Regions from separate parts of the Zea mays genome. Here region 1 is linked to region 2. Evidence: chromatin contacts called from public Hi-C data. All regions are on one chromosome and are shown on one strand. Each heading gives the region's core, a stretch centred on a gene start, on an enhancer-like site or on the middle of the called end of the contact. The rest is flanking DNA. Distances are from core to core; before and after follow the strand shown. Region 1 holds the start of LOC100382177. Region 2 holds the start of LOC110008575.

Region 1 (4,450 bases), core at 1,304-3,803, 290 kb after region 2:
AATACAAGAGCTCTATCTAAAAGATAAGCACGTGATAGACTTAACCTCATAGAGGACGAAAAATTTATAGCAACGAACTAACAAAATTAAAACTTATAAAAGTCAAGATCTAGATCTAAGATGTCTCATCAAACGCTTTGCAATAAGATAGACCATGACTTAAGCTATATATAGTTGCCGGCGCCTAGGAGGCCATACCCCGAATGCTGCTAAAATGCGCTCAAGGGTCACACCTTAAGAGACTGGATTTAAGGCGCACCGTGGCAGGACCACTCCTCTCAAAGCCCCAAGTTCTAGGAATCATCCTTGCTCATCGACCAAGGACATGTCTCAAGTCTAGTGGGTTGTCTTTACTATTGTTTCTAAATTTAGAATATTTACGATAGTCTTTACTATGGTTTCTAAATTTAGAATATTTACGATATCTATTTTTTGTTGAATATAAATGATTGTGAGCTCTAGTGGTTAGAACCCGAGCGTGGAGGGGGTCGATGGTTTGAACCCCAACACCACATTTATTTTTGCATTTTTATTTTCCTTTTTGCGCTCACTGGAAAGACAACGCACAAAGGAAGAAACTCTCACTTAGGGTATGTTTGATTCATTGTGTCGGTTGTAACCGTTTTCCATGCCTAAGGTTAGAAAAGTGACTAGATATGGCAACGGGGCTCGATCCTCGATTCCCTACAGGGAATTCTTTCACTAGGGAATGTGGATGGCGAAGTTTCTTCCCCCACAGGGTTGTAATCGGGGGAAAATTCTCCCCCGATGGGTAAATGGGACAGGGAAGTATTCTCCAACCCTGTTCCCCATGAGGATCCGTTAAACTTGCACATGACGAGGTTTTTGTGTAATAGTTAATGATATCAGATTTTTACGCAGTGTACCGAATTGCATAAATATCTACACAGTGTAGAATATTAGTATAAGTATATATCATAAACTGGTCCTGACGAGTCTAGTTGCATAGCTGTTGCAACGATCCTATATTTATGGAGAAAATAAAACATTTAAAAATAGAAATTATCATACATTTTTTCCTAAATTTACGCGCATGCAGGGAAACATGTTTTACTCATGCATGCTTTCCTAAATTTTATGTACACAGACATATAGTGGGGGCGCACCCGATAGCCTGACTTGGGGTGTGGGTGGACACGTCGGCTTGATCCAGTCAGGTCGCAGGAGTGATCGATCAGGGCTTTCTCTAACTATTGGTAGCTCAATGCTTCTAATATACCAACTATATATGTATATATATCTTCGTGATCGTACAGTATAAACGTAATTAAAGTATCCATATTGCGATGTTGGACCGGGAGTTTGACTAACGCGCAAGGGAGAGGTTTGACCTGTTGCACGCGCCAGTATGGTCCAACCAGATCACAAGGGTGGTCGGTCAGAACTTTCAGTACAATTTAGAAGTCGGGAGCTTCATATATATATATATATATTCACGATCGTACCGTATAAACATAAATAAAGTATCCATATTGCGGTCGGAAATAAATCAAAATATTTTATAGGAAAAGGATAGTTATTTTTATTTTTTCATTGTTGTATATAGGTGTTAAACATGAGTTACTAATGTTTACTGTTTTAATTTTTTTTGTTTGCATGTGTGATGCTAATTAAATTAGAACAGGTTAGTTTAAAGAAGGAAACATAATATGCCTTGAGTTTTTGAATAAGTGTCGTGTGTTTAACGTAATTAAAGTAAGCCAATCTTACGAAAATGACGGCGCTGACTATCTCGTTGGTGAGAGCAAACTGCAGGCCACCTTCTTTCTGCAGCCTCAAGAGGACAGCGAGAAGGTCCTCCTCGTCACGCTCCGGCGTCGGCATGGCTTCACGCTCCTCGATGATGCTCTGGATGATGCGGTACATGTTCCTCTGGCACCTCCTGGCGTCCCTCGCGGCGGCGCTGAACCGGCGCACCAGCCGCGAGGACGGGTACAGGTCCGCCAGGTTGAACCCGCCGGCCAGCCGCACCACTTCGTCCAGCTCGCGCATGTACTCGTCCCGGTACTTACACCGGTTGCCGACGACCGTGCGCGCGGCGATGTCGTTGATCATGCGGCAGATCCCCTCGCTGAGGTTGACGGGCCGGCCGTCGGCGGACTCCCCGGAGACGGAGCGCAGGAGGTGCGCCACCTCCTGCTCCCGGATGCCCCGGAACGTGAGCACGCGGCGCTGGCTGAAGAGCTCGAGCATGCACAGCTTGCGGAGCTCGCGCCAGTGGGCGTTGTAGGGGGAGAAGATGAGGTCCTTGCCCCCACAGCTGATGGTGTCGAAGGTGACGGTCAGGCTGCGGTCGCAGAAGGCGAGGTCGTGCGTCCTCATCACCTCCCTGGCGGCCTCGGCGGAGGAGACCACCAGCGTGGGCACGGCGCCGAAGCGGAGCATCATGAGCGGCCCGTAGGTTCCGGACATCTCGCGCAGCGCCCGGTGGGGCAGGTCGCTGAAGCGCGACAGCAGGAGGTGGTGCAGGCTGCCGATGAGCGGCAGCTGCCATGGCCCTGATGGCAGGCGAAGCGCTGCCGCTGATGATGGCTTCGTGTAGCCCCTGATGAGCCTGCTGCAGAGGAGGAGGAGAATAACGAAGGCTACCACAATCAACGGGATCTTGATGTCCATTTTCTTTTCTTTTTTTGTTGCTAGGGATGGGACAAGTTTGCAGCGTGTCGTCGACGAAGCGGGAGACGACACACATATATACACACCGGCGCCATCGGATGCAAAATAAGAACAATAATGTCCTTGTACTTATTGTACTATTGATGAGTACTATTCTACTACACCACCGGTAAGATACTAAAATCCTTTGACCTAGTGTCTCAAGGAGGGTATTTATTTTTGCGCATGCCTCGCGCGAGCCTCCAAGATAACAATTCAGTATTTGTTTGTATGTATACGGATGACGAGACCGCTATACTATTATATATCACGTACTAACGTTACGAATCTAGCGAGAAGAGAGAAGGGAAGGGATTGATGGTATCGAGATCGTAGGAAAGAGTAAGAGTTGAGAGATAATTCAAATAATATTATTTATTAAATTTAAGTAAGAAAGGAAGATGAGATTATACAACGATCTAAACCATTAATTATTATTGTGTTACAGCTGGGTACAATTTATTTGGTAAATTTATTGGAAGTTATGAGTGCGAAGTAATTTGGTTGAGTGAGTTTTTATAAAGTTTGAACTAGGGTAAGATATAGATATAGCCCAATGAAATAGACAAAGCCGTGGTAAAGTTTGAATCAGTATCCTATTTTTAAAAATAGGACTCTAATTATAAAAAATAGCTCTAACCGTGCTCTATTTTATAGGTTTTTGTCAGAAAAATATAGGAATAAGTTTACATAACCCATGATATTTAGTGTGGTCTACTTTACCCCATCTTCAAAATCAATTGTTTAATCCTCTCAGCTTTGCAAAACCAGATAAATAACCATTGTACAGTTTTAGTTGTTGGTTTTAATGACATGACATTCACTTAAGTGACAACAGTTTTGTCTTTTTTAATTCTTTCATCTAATAATATTCAAAATTTAAATAATTTTACACAAAAACAAGTAATTAGATATTATATATGCCCTATTTTTTCTAAAATTTTATAAGTAACAACTTAATTGATAAAAAGAAAAAATTATATAAAAAGAACTTAATATTTTTTTTCTTCGATTCATTTTTTATCTTCTGAGACTAAAATTTTTACTAAAGCTAAATAACACTATTAAAACAACTGGAATTTTTGTTGATTTTATTAATCAAGTTAAGTAGTCTTTCTTATAATACTAACTAAATTAATTTTCCATTTGTCTTTTTAGAAACACTTAGCAAACAGTAATAAAATGATATCCAATTTTTACAAAGACCTTTTCTTAACTAAACTAATATATACAAATATTTCTAGAATTTTCAGAGAATATTAAATTTAAACCTATATAAAGTTCTCGAAAAAATATAGAAATATTTTATATGTTATTTTAGGTGAGAGAAAGTTTATGTAACAATTGGATATTATTTTATTATTGTTTGTTAAGTGTTTATAAAAAATAAATGTAAAATTGATTTAGTTAGTAGTTAGAAGAAAGAATACTTAACTTGTTTAATAAAATCAACAAACAATTAGCAGTTTAGTTATAGTACTATTTATCTTTAGTAAAAAAATAGCCTCACAAGATAAGAAATAAATCAGAGAAAAAATATTAAGTTTCTTATTTAGTTTTTAATTTTTAGTAATTAATCTGTTACTCCTAAAATTTCAGAAAAACATGGGCAGACATAATATCTAATTACTGTTTTTAAAATTATATCAGTTTTGGATACTATTAAATGATATAATTGAAAAAGGCAAAACTATTGTCACTTAAATCAGTGGCAAGTTATCAAAACCACCAACTAAAAATGTCTAGTGGCAATTTGTCTTGTTTGTAAAGCTGA
Region 2 (4,818 bases), core at 1,198-3,697:
TTGCCAGTCAAACCGAAAGTACGTGCCAGTCTTATAGCATCGATTGGCTGCCCATTTTCGATGAAATGGTCGACTGAATCTGCAGAAGGATGAGCCAAAACATTAGCAACACAGCTGGTAAACCAATGGGGACAGTGATGTCCTTCCAGTTCCACAAGCTACGAGCGTAATCAGAAAATCTGATAGTGAGGTCTGACAGTGTAAAGCTACAAATAGTTCAGAAGATGATTCCATAACACGAAATAACTGCAAACATAACAATGGAGGAAAAATCAGCAGCTCATCGTATTTTTGTCAGACAGATATGAAATCGTACAGCATTCATGTAGAAGGCAGATTCAGCTTCCAACCACCAAAGTAGTAGACTGGCATAAATGGTCTAGGTGATGCCATGTCTGAACAATATGACACGTATCTAGCAATAAATAATCCCAGTTACTTAAGTGATTAAAATGTCGATTCGACGGCTGCGACAATGAATGTGAATTTGTCACTATAAAGGAAAGGAAGTGCATAGTACTAACAAGAAAAGGAATAGATCAAAATATCCTGCAATTTGCTTCTCAGTGCCACTGCAATCCAGTAAAGAGTAGAGAGATTGGCACCACACTAAAGTTTAAGCTGTTGTATATCCTAATATATTGATCCCAAGTAAACTACGTACAACATACAGATGAACGAACGTTCATCTACGCGCACTGTGTCGTAGAATAGATTATGCAATAAGCACAAGATATGAAACAAGTAAATTTATGGGGCATGTTTGGGAGGAGAATGGAGAGGATTGGAGAAGCTAAAATTCCCTTCCTATTCAATTTTAAATAGCAAGAAAATTTAAGCCCCCAATTTCCCTTGCTAAGAGCAAGTCGAGGAACACAGTATGTACCAGTCATCTTTCCGATGAGGCCAAGCCGCTTGCAGAGCTCAACGCAGTTGTCCTTCACCTCAGACGCGATATCACCGAAGAGACGGATGATCTCATCAGCATCGAACTCCGGGGCAATGTCGTAGGAAGCAATGAAGGTGAGAAGGCCCCATCCGGCCATCCCGCCCGTGTCCCCGCCACCCGCAGGGCCCGCAACCACCATCTCCTTCCAGCGCCCCGCCAGGCGCTTTGCATGCGCCAGCGCGTCCGGCGACGGCGCGGGGAGGCGGGGCGCGCATTCGACCAGCGCGACGCAGTTTGCGCACCACCACTTGCTCGCGTCGCGCTCCGCTGAGGCCATGTCCAAAACGCCGCCGACGGCACGGACAAGGAGAGCGTGGGGGTCCGGGGCGCCGAGCAGCGCCGGGAGGAACGCGCGGGGGGAGCTCCTGCCGCTGACGCGCAGCGAGTCCACCAGCGCGGAGGGGTCCATGTTCGCGCACGCCGCGGCGACGGCTTTCGCCAGAGCCGACGACGTCTCTCCCCCGCCTGCGGCGTGCGGATGCTGCTGCCGCCACTCCCCTTCCTCCGCCTCGTCCTCGCGGCCTTCTCTGTCTGCGTTCCCCTTGACGGCCTCCTCCTCCTCCTCCACTACCATCTCGATGCCATCATTGCGTTGGTGGGGAGACGCCACGATTGTCCCCATGTCATCCTCCTTCTCGTCGTCTAGCTGCTCTGGAACCGCCTCCGCCCCGAGAATGTTGCCCGCTTCGTCGGCTTCTCGGTCGGGACGCGCAACTGACGCCTCCCGGACCTCCCCTTCCTCCTCCCCGCGTTCCTGGTGCGACGACGCGCTCCTGCCTTCCTCCGCATTGCTACCTTGTCCCTCCTCCGACGCGCCGCGCCCGACGCGGCGTTCCTGGTCCTGCTCCTCCTTGACCGTGTGCTGGAACTGGAAGTGGTGAGCAGCGGTGGCTGGACCCCCAGCGATGGCTATGACGTCGGCGTGGGTGGAGCCGAGGTGGCGGAAGATGGCGGCGAGGTGCGCGTCGACGTCCTCCCAGCGGAAGGGGACAGGGACCGGGGCGCAGGAGACGAGGCGGTCGAATGCCTCCCGGAGGCGGCGCTTCTTCTCCGTGACCGCGGCGACGGCCGCCTGGAGCTCGTCCTGCGTCGCCATCGCCGCTTGGGTGGGAAGTGCTCGCGGCGGGAGTGAGTCGGGCGTTGGTTGCGGCGCTGGAGGGCTTGGCTGCATTTCAGTTCGCGTGACTTGAAGTTGAAGGACGGCAGCGCCTATATACAAAAATACAAAAGAGCCTTTTCACTGCAACTACATGCGAAGGGCATGGGTATAAAATTTCTGTCGTGTTTGTTTTTCTTTTGATTTTTGTCCCAACGACGACGACTACCAAAGATTTGGCCTTGAACATATCAGGTATTCATCAATCATCATTCATACATGACATCTGATATATTGATTTAAATGATACCACAGCTAGATTTTAAGTAGAGAAATTTTGGTACGCTGACGTTTTGGTAGCAACTCTGGATAACGCGTCATCATGGTAAATGAATGCGACCGATAGCGCATCAAGATCAATGAATGCAACTTATGCAAAAGCAGGTAAAAGTAGGTACTGGAACAGGTAAAACGCAAGCCTTCTCATAGTATAATCTTTTCATTAAACAAGCAAACTGAGCACAAAACCTTGGTGGGTCAATTTTGCAACCCCCGCTGAGCCTAGCCATCACCTCATACACGACGAAGGGGCCAAAATTTCACGAATCGTCGACGCCAGTCATCGGCTCATTATCCTCCTTGGCTTCATCCCCAGCGTCTTCGTCTTCACCATCCGCGGCGTCCTCCATCTGGTAATCCACCTTGAAATCGTAGTCCGCGTCCATGTCGTTCAGCACACTGAACCTGTTCGCCTTGCGCCGTTTCTTCTCTGCTTTCCTCTTGCGAGGGTCGAGTATGCCCTCGGCGGTGTACAACTTGTCGTTCTGCGTGCTGGCGGTGGCTGGCTTGCTTCCTTGTGGGTCGTTCGCGTCAGACATTTGCTCCTCCCGGTTTTCCTGAGCGGGTTCACTTGGTTTGCTGCCATCCTGGTTTCAGTGCAAAACAAGAGTCAAAATGACAAGGCCGAGCACAAGATTCCTAGTGCAGCAAAGCATGTTGGGCAGAAATTCTTGCATATGGATTATGTGCGAGATAATCCGCTAATTGCTCCTGTTGTTTTGCTGCAGCCAGCTGTAGCAAGCAGTGGCTATAGTACAAGTAGGTGTCCTAGCTGTACTTGTAGTTGGTGAACCTCTCACCGATCCTAGCTAGAGTCGTATATACACTACTATGCAATAGAACCAGATGAACTCGGTGTGTGCTCTGTACTAACTTCCCTTCCACCTCTAGCCCAATTCAGTGTGTGTGTGTGTTTAAGTGAGGTGCTGCTCACCTCTGTAGGCTCGCCGGATTCCGACATTGTGTAGTTCAAACATAACCTATGGATGATTTCTACAGGTGTTTTCACCAGAGAGCAAGCACTACCTTTTTATCATGACGCCAGTTTCATTATGCTGTTTATAAGGATCATAGACAGATGATCTTAAAAAAAACTGTTGGTCAATAGATTTGAAATGAAACCTCCTAACATAAGCGTATAGTGCTGAGCCCGGACCAGCGACCATGCAAAACAATATCACAAAGAACGCATCTGGCCATTACAAGGAACCAAACAGGGAACTAACTGGTAGCAAGATGGCACGAAATCTACAGTGGTTGCCACATTAAATAAATTTAATCCACAGAAAGCCACTAGCGTTGAGATTATTACCTCTAGCATCTCTTCGTCAATTGCCGGTGGAGCATTAGGAGGAATCTCAATATGATGGAACTCCTCAATGGACTTCAAACCACCAATATATGAAGACTCAGCTTTGTAAATTTCATCAATATTAAATTCTTTCCCATCTTCTGATATAATCACTACATCTGAGTCCTCCACAGCATCTCTTTTAGGTGGCAGTGTAAAATATGGTATTTTACCTAAAAATGATAGGATCAGGTCACTAGTGACAAGAATTCAAGAAGTTCATTACAAAAATTATCAGACATACCTTCATTCCAGTCATGAAGCACAATTCTCGCAGCAGCTTCAACATCCACCACACCACCCTTTTTCAATTTCCCCCGTACAGTTGATACTTTCTGAAGGAAATCATCAACTGAACTGAAGCTTGGAACCTTATACATAGACAGCAACTTCTCATGTGGGCAAATACCAAGGATCTCCTTAACTAAAAACATCAAAAACAGAGAAAGCATAGAACATGTCAAGTATTGCACTTCTGGTCACATTATACACTAGCTTATCATCAAATGGCTAGTATCTAAAGAATAAAACTATAAGAAGGCTATAACTAGGGCAGACCCAGTGCCAGAGGCTCCCGCATCAGCAGCGTTAGCGTCTAGGAAAAGAATAAAATGAACCAAGCCTTCGCCCTAGAAATGTGGAGAGACCGTTTCGAACCCGTGACCTAGTGACTCAGTGAGAGTGTGAGACAGCTCTCACCACTGCACCAGGTCTGCCCTTCTAAGAAGATGAACTAGAATAAATAACAGAGCTAACAGAAATGACACAAACATGCAAACTAGCTTACCAGGAGTGACTGGATCTTCCATTTTCTCAACTCTTTTGCAGTTTCGAAGAGCTACAGACACACCGCTGTTGGAAGATTTGAGCATAACAACACCAGGACAATCCAACAACTTTACCTTCTTGTCTAATTGAACTTCTTGCATTGATCTAGTAACCCCTGGAGTGGAACCGACATTAACCACTCGGGACCTCTTCAGGCTGTTGATCAGACTGCTCTTGCCAACATTAGGGAGTCCAACAATACCCACCGTAATTGCCAGTTTGAGCTGCAAGCCACAATAACAAAAGTCAACAAAG

Evidence for each region. A called contact is a pair of places that touch in the nucleus more often than the background predicts.
Region 1: a contact with region 2 is called in a Hi-C map of tassel, with 2.0 times the contacts expected there. The contact joins the promoter of LOC100382177 here to the promoter of LOC110008575 in region 2. A contact is called at or near these places in 2 of 25 Hi-C or Micro-C datasets (ear and tassel).

Annotation. Positions count from the first base shown.
Region 1 is chr1:253,986,947-253,991,396 of Zm-B73-REFERENCE-NAM-5.0, forward strand. LOC100382177 reads right to left here and starts at 2,554. Exons shown (of 2, transcript NM_001174937.1): 1 at 1,732-2,554. The coding sequence starts at 2,433.
Region 2 is chr1:253,701,381-253,706,198 of Zm-B73-REFERENCE-NAM-5.0, forward strand. LOC110008575 reads right to left here and starts at 2,448. Exons shown (of 3, transcript NM_001350091.1): 1 at 887-2,448; 2 at 1-79. The coding sequence starts at 2,120. It overlaps LOC100275579, which reads right to left. Exons shown (of 8, transcript NM_001349681.1): 5 at 4,523-4,787; 6 at 3,980-4,159; 7 at 3,697-3,908; 8 at 2,528-2,971. The coding sequence ends at 2,645.